Regions from separate parts of the Capsicum annuum genome. Here region 2 is linked to region 1. A link is a contact called in public Hi-C data. All regions are on one chromosome and are shown on one strand. The core of a region is the stretch at or near the end of the contact, and the rest is flanking DNA. Distances in the headings are between cores, read along the strand shown.

Evidence for each region. Hi-C and Micro-C count contacts between places; a contact is called where the count stands out from the background.
Region 2: a contact with region 1 is called in a Hi-C map of leaf, with 3 times the contacts expected there. The contact joins the promoter of LOC107867022 here to the enhancer-like site in region 1.

Annotation. Positions count from the first base shown.
Region 1 is chr1:6,801,398-6,805,412 of UCD10Xv1.1, reverse strand. It overlaps the pseudogene LOC107867039. Among protein-coding and RNA genes, the nearest start is that of LOC124900020, 27 kb to the right of the region's middle. Within about 2 kb of position 1,387, at least 3 of the 5 cell types and tissues checked have an H3K27ac peak or open chromatin away from gene starts, as enhancers often do. A contact at or near this core is called in leaf, where this site is marked.
Region 2 is chr1:6,917,517-6,921,449 of UCD10Xv1.1, reverse strand. It overlaps LOC107867022 (subtilisin-like protease), which reads right to left and starts at 2,355. Exons shown (of 1, transcript XM_016713110.2): 1 at 1-2,355. The coding sequence starts at 2,194. It also overlaps the pseudogene LOC107852534.

The sequences.
Region 1 (4,015 bases), core at 138-2,637:
AATTGCATTCCTCACCTAATTCCTCAAGAAATGCTAATAACAATTGTCATATAAAGATTCTCTTAGACATACAAAAGAAATGGATTATTTCTTTGAGGAATGATTTTATAAACCTGCATGTTTTTTGAGAACACCTACCCTTCAAAACCTTCGTTTCAAATTGATTGACTTGTTTTGATTTGATATGGAGTTTAAGAAAATAGAGAATGACTTTTGAATCTAGTTATTCTAAATTAAAAATATTTCAAACGTATCAAAATGTCCTTTAATCGTGGGGTTTAAATATGTAACATGAGAAAATTAGAATTAAAAAGTTACCGAAAAGGAAAATGGTCATTCTATTTGAAATAAATTACCAAAGAAAGTAGGTCAAATAAATTGAAACGGAAGAAGTATTAAGCTAGTTGTCTTCCATTTAGACAGAATATTTGCAACTTTCTTTTACCAAGTGATTAACAGTTAAATGTTTGCATTATGAAAGAATTTCATCGTATCCAAACATAATTAAACTTGTCCCACAAATTCGGTATGGTCTTTTGTTGGAAAATAAGAGGAAGTAGAACAAACTGTTTGGAAACTGGTTAGTCACACTTTAGTGGCCTTTCTGTTTAGACACACTTCAGTGGCCTTACATTCTGTTTAGTCACACTTTAGTGGCCTTTATTTTCTTTTAGTTTTCTTCTATATAAACAGTTACTTCACAGATAGTTGCTTCAAAGCAGAGAAATTCATCAAATACATTTTCAAATACATCATTAGTTCGTGTATTTTACAGCCATGGAACTCTTTAAAATCCTTCTTATTATTTTCATCTTTTGTTCTTTCCCTTGTCCTAGCATTCAAAGTGATTCGGAGACATATATAGTCCACGTTGAATCCCCTAAAAACCAAATTTCTATTGATCAATTATCAATGACGGATTTAGATAACTATTACCTTTCTTTTTTGCCTAAAAGTACCACCGCAATTAGCTCAATTGGAAATGAGGTGCCTGCCAGCATGATCTATTCCTATCACAATGTGATGAAAGGCTTTGCAGCAATATTAACTGCATCACAAGTGAAGGAAATGGAGAAGAAACCAGGCTTTGTCTCTGCACAGAAACAGAGTATTTTGTCTTTGCAAACTACTCATAGTCCGAGCTTTCTTGGTTTGCAACCAAACATGGGCTTGTGGAAGAATTCCCATTATGGGAAAGGTGTGATCATTGGAGTCATAGACAGTGGAATTCTTCCTGACCATCCTTCATTTAGCGATGTTGGGATGCCTCCTCCACCTGCAAAGTGGAAGGGAGTTTGTGAGCCCAATTTCAAGTGTAATAACAAGCTCATAGGAGCGAGATCTTTCCCCCAACTTGACAATAATTCCCAGATAGACGAAACCAGACATGGTACACACACAGCAAGTACAGCTGTAGGAGCCTTTGTGAAAGGTGCTAATGTCTATGGGAATGCTAATGGCACTGCAGTTGGTGTTGCCCCTCTTGCCCACATTGCCATGTATAAGTTGTGTAATGATGGCCGTTGTGATGAGAGTGATATTTTAGCTGCCATGGATGTAGCTATAGATGATGGAGTAGATATTCTTTCAATGTCCCTTGGTGATGAGGATCTGCGACCTTTCCATAATGACACGGTTGCAATTGGGGCATACAGGGCAATGGAAAGAGGCATTCTTGTAAGTTGCGCTGCAGGAAATGCTGGTCCTTCGAGGTCCTCAGTACGAAATACAGCCCCTTGGATTCTCACAGTAGGTGCCAGCACAGTTGATAGAAAGATAAAAGTTACCGTTAAGCTTGGAAATAGAGAGGAATTTGAAGGAGAATCTATTTATAGTCCAAAGATTTCCATCTTAAGATTCTTCACTCTGTTTAATGCTGGTAAAAACTGCGAACCAGGGTCCCTTACTGATCCTGCTCTAAGAGGAAAGATAGTCATATGTCAAGCAGGCGGTGGCGCTCCCAATGTTGGAAAAGGCCAAGCGGTAAAGGATATTGGAGGTGTTGGCATGATTGTCATCAATAAAAAAGAAGATGGGGTGACTAAATCAGCTGATGTTCATGTTCTTCCGGCACTTGATGTTTCAGCTACAGATGGATCAAAAATTCTTGCTTAAATAAACTCAACATCAAACCCTATTGCTATGATCACATTTCAAGGAACAATAATTGGAGATAAAAATGCTCCCATAGTGGCTTCATTTTCCTCTCGCGGACCAAGTAAAGTTAGTCAGGGCATCTTGAAACCTGACATAATCGGTCCAGGTGTTATTATCCTTGCTGCTTCGCCTACCTCTGTGGATGTAGGCGCCTCAATGTCCTGCCCTCACCTTAGTGGTGTAGCAGCTCTGTTGAAGAGTGCACACCCTGATTGCTCTCCTGCTGCTATTAAGTCTGCAATGATGACAACCGCTGACACATTAAACCTTGCCAATAGTCCAATACTAGACGAAAGGCTTCTACGTGCTGACGTCTATGCGATTGGTGAAGGACATGTTAATCCATCGAGAGCAACTGATCCTGGACTAATTTATGATACCCCATTTGAGGACTATGAACCTTATTTTTGTGGTTTGAACTACACAAATCAACAGATACGTAAGTTCTTACAACGCGAGGTGAATTGTTTGGAGGTTAAAAGTATCCCTGAAGCACAATTAAACTATCCTTCATTTTCCATCAGACTTGAATCAACTCCTCAGACGTATACCAGAATAGTTACCAACATTGGTGACGCTATATCATCTTACAAAGTGGAGATAGCTTCACCAAAAGGAGTTTTCATAAAAGTTGAACCTTCCAAGCTCAATTTTTCCCAGTTGAACCAGAAATTAACATTCAAAGTGAAATTTTTTAAGACAGCCAACAGCTCAGGTATTGTTGTTGAGGGATACTTGAAGTGGATGTCTTATCGGCACTCTGTGAGAAGTCCAATTGCAATTGAGTTATAATGAAACTACAAAGATGGATATTCAACTATCAATGCTTTCAATATGGAATGTAGTATAATAAGTGTAGAAAGGACTCAAACATTTTACTATAGTGAAAATGTTGTTTCCTTTTAGTATATGGTTTATGTTCATTTTTCATTTGTTTTTTCTTTTTTGATTATTTAATGGTCTTTTTGATGTTTTATGAGTACAAAAGATGCAGACTAATTTATATAGGAGTAACTAATTTCTTCACCATGCTCTTATCATGCACAACACGTAGCGCCTTCATATGCTCAGCAACTTGTTTCATTTCTGTCTGGTTTTGTTGGATCCTACTGCAAGTTGTGTAACTATAGCCATGACAAGTATCAAATTCTGGATCATCCTTAAAGACTTGGGGGGACAAGTGAACAACCAGGCTTGAGTACTTTAAAGGCCCACAAAACAAGTGCAACGGTTTGAGGTCTAATTACTAAACATACATAGCCATAGTTTGGATAATAACCAAACGTACAGAGCAAATTTCAGAAAACTCTCCCTATGTTTGGTAGTTTTTAAAACTCCTTCTACGTTTGATCAGTTTGCTTGATTAGAGAAATATTTTACCGGGATTCGGTACGAATGATAAGAGACGATAGTTTAATGTTCAAGAACATTTTCTCATAAGAATTTAAAGAGAAAAATCAAATAGTTTGCCTGATTCAATTTGGTGACAACAGTAGAATAAACATTTAAACTACTAAAAATACTGAAGAATGCAATCCATAATCACATTGAACTTTTCAAAGTTGATCAAGAGAATGCTTACAAATAATTATCTGTCTTTTGGTATCTGAATAAAGATAGTCCATGACAAGTTGAAGTTGTGTTCCTAGTTATATTAGGATACCATTCCTAATTAACTATATTGAGCTTAGCCAAATCCAATTCTAAGTTCTAACATATGTTGATATTATTGATAGGTTTTTAAATTTGTTTCGAAATTTCACTTGGACCCCTTAATTAACTTATGTACTTATTGGACACCTAATTCACCTAACATTTGGACAATTTGAGCATTTTTTTAACAAGCAGCTAAAAACAT
Region 2 (3,933 bases), core at 1,106-3,605, 120 kb before region 1:
TAGAATTCCACTTCAAGAATCCCTCAACATCCCCATCCTTTGAGCTGTTGGTTGTCTTGGAAAATGTCACTTGGTATGTCAACTTCTGGTTCAACATCGTGAAGTTCAGCTTGGATGGTTTAACTTTCACGGAAACTCCTTTTGGTGAAACTACCTCCACTTTGTAAGATGATCTGGCGTCACCAATGTTGGTCACGGTTCTGGTATATGTTTGAGGAGTTGATCCAAGTCTAATGGAAAATGAAGGATAATTTAGTTGCTCTTCAGGGATACTTTTCACCTCTGAGCAATTCACTTTGCGTTGTAGCAGTTTACCTACCTCTCTATTTGTGTAGTTCAAACCACATAAATAAGGTACATAGTCATCGAATGGTGTATCATAAATTAATCCTGGATCACTTGCTCTCAATGGATTAATATGTCCTGCACCAATTGCAAAGATATTTGCAGGAATGAGCCTTTCATCTAGTATTGGATTCTTGGCGAGGTTTAATGTGTCAGTGGTTGTCATCATTGCGGATTTAATAGCAGCAGGAGACCAGTCAGGATGTGCGCTCTTTAGCAGAGCTGCTATGCCACTAAGGTGAGGGCATGACATTGAGGTTCCGGATATAACATTGAATGTTGATTTTGTGTTTTTGTTGTTATCAACAGGGGTAGGCCAAGCAGCAAGGACATTTACACCAGGACCAATTAAGTCGGGTTTTAAGATTCCAGGACTTGCTACATTTGGTCCTCGGGAGGAAAATGAAGCAACTATAGGAGTATTTTTCTCTCCAATGACAGTTCCACGGAAGGTGATTGAAGCAACCGGATTGGAAGTTGAGTTCATATAGGCAAGAATTTTCTTTCCATCTGCATTTGAAACATCCAATGCTGGAAGGACATGTGCTTCAGCTGATTTAGTCACGCCATCTTGTTGTTCATTGATGAGAATCATGCCAACACCTCCCGCATCCTTAACAGATTGTCCTTGATCAACCCTGAGAAGACTACCACTTCGCAGACACACCACTATCTTACCTTTGATAGCAGGGTCAGTGAGCGAGCCTGGACGGCAGAAAGGGGCGTCAAATTGATCGCTTTCATTCTTTCCAGCATCATATAGAGCGAAAAATGTTGAATTGGAAGTCTTTGGATGATAAGCAGACTCTCCTTCAAATTCTTCTTTGTTTCCAAGCTTAACGGTGGCCTTCAGTTTTCTATCATGAGTACTAGCACCAACTGTGAGAATCCACGGGGCTTCATTTGCTACAGTGCGAAGGGATGGACCACTATTACCTGCAGCGGCACTTACAAAAATACCTCTTTCTGTTGCACTGTATGAAGCAAGAGCAATACCGTCTTCATGGAAAGGTTTCGTACTTCCACCAAGGGAGATTGACAGAATATCTACGCCATCATCTATAGCCGCATCCATGGCAGCTAAAATAGCACTGTCAGAACATTGACCATCAGAATTGCATACCTTATATACGGCTATGTGGGCAAGAGGGGCAATACCAACTGCAGTGCCATTAGCATTCCCAAATACATTAGCATCTTTCACAAAGGCTCCTGCAGCTGTGCCCGCTGTATGCGTACCATGTCCATTCTTGTCTACTGGGGAATCGTTGCCATGTTCGTAAGACCTGGCTCCAATGAGCTTGTTGTTACACTTGCTCGTGAAGTTAGACTCACAAACTCCTTTCCATTTTGCAGGCGGGGGAGGCATCCCAACGTCGCTAAAAGAAGGATGATCAGGAACAATTCCAGTGTCTAAAACTCCGATGATCACGCCTTTCCCGTAGTTGGAATCCTTCCACAAGCCCATACTCTGTTGCAAACCAAGAAAGCTCGGAGTATGAGTAGTTTGCAAGGACAAAATCCTCTGTTTCTGTGCAGAGACAAAGCCCGGTTTCGTCTCCATTTCCTTCACTTGTGATGTAGTTAATCTAGCGGCAAAGCCTTTCATCACATTGTGATAGGAATAGATCATTCTAGCAGGCTCTTCATTTCCACTAGAGCTAATTGTTGTAGTACTTTTAGGCAAAAAAGAAAGATAATAGCTCTCTAAATCCATTAACAATGATTGAGTAGAGATTTGGTTTTCAGGGGATTCAACATGGACTATATACGTCTCAAAATCACTCTGAGTACTAGGCCATGGGAAAGAACAAAAGATGAAAATAAGCAGAATTTTCAAGAATCCCATGGCTTTTGAGACGAATATAGTACTTGATAGAAGTCTAACTTTGTAATTGGACAATGAATTTGATGAACTATTGAGATATAGAGCTATCTATCTATATATATAGTGATTCATTCTCGAACTATTCACATTTATTTTGCTCCACTAGCAAACTCAAATTGATGCACGCATAGTTGAAAGCTTATTAATTGTTAATGAAAATCAGGCCCCTTGTTTGGTTAGTATCATTATTGTGCAATACCAACATATGTCAGGAAGAAAAAAAGGCCACTGGTATGAAAGAGACTAGTAGAACAGAATTCTAGTTAAACGTTAAACTATATTGTATAAAATTCATAATAAGAAAAGGTAAAGTTGGTATAATTTCTTTGTAACACATCAATGATTCCACAATTAATTAGGCTAAGTTCTATAGCAAATCAACAGGAACTCTATTTTACATGATGCAAAAAATATCAAACAAGTGAAATGTGTTTAGGGATCAATTTGAAAAATATGGATGAGAAACCAAACATGGATTTAATTGATTTGCACGTTCACTTAAATAAAGATAATTAATTTGACTAATTTTCATAGCCAAATTGAATAAGATTAATTTAATATTTTAATAATAAAATGTACGTATCTAAAAACTACAAGATAAGTATTATAAGACTCAATTCTTCTCATATTAATATGATAAAGAAGATACATGTTAAAACGTTGGATCAAATGATCAAAGTTTATGCAATTTGACTTCCGAAAAAAAAGAAAATATGACAAGTAATTTTCCCCTATGGTACACTTTGTATTAGGAGGAAATTTTGTTGAAATAGAAATTGACATAGTTTAGACTATAGAAAAGTTCCATAAATCATAATCTTGTAATTTAGGATATTATATTTAATGAACATCTAAAAGAATCATGATGACTATGAAGAGTTATGATAAGATGGATATGATCCTTTCTCACTTAATCAAATGTTTTAAAATTGATCAAAATGACCTTTAATGTATGAGCTTTGGTTCCATTTGGTCCTTACCGCAGGCTCCCCCTTCGTCTTTCTTTTGGTGCGGCTATTTTTCTATAAATATCCGATGATCAACAAGAGAATGCCATAATAGAATTAATGGGCAACTCCAAAGCCATATAAATAAGATAATCACCTTTCGTTGTTAATATAAACAAAAGCCTTCGACGTGTGCACTGACAAAAGACTCATCATGTTTATAGACGAAGGACTAAATGGGTCCAAAACTCATACATGGCTTCTATCAAGCTCGAACCTTGGATATGAAAAATTTCTAGTAGGAAGCTCTTTGACCCCCCATTAAATGAGTCTTACATGATGCAAATTTGAATCAATCAGGTCAGTGAATCTCAATGCTACAATAGGTTTGTTCACGAGGCAAACAGGGTCAAAATTTTAAGATCACATATTTCCGAGGTTATTGGGTGTAATTTCCCTCATTGAAAGATACCCTCGTTGGGGCCAATTAATACACTGATTATACTTGCATGGAGAAGTTATTTGTCTTCTTAAACATGATTAAATCATTTACAATATGTAGCATAAAACATGTCATGACGTCTAAAATGAAACAACAATCCAAAATAATCATTTGTGAGTACATTCTGTACTTATTCTACATTTGTCCGTTGTTCAAGGAAACAATGGATCAGTTTCATTTGGCAGACAATGTTACTGCAATTGGACTCCTTACAGAGTGCCTATTAGAATTCCACTTCAAGAATCCCTCGA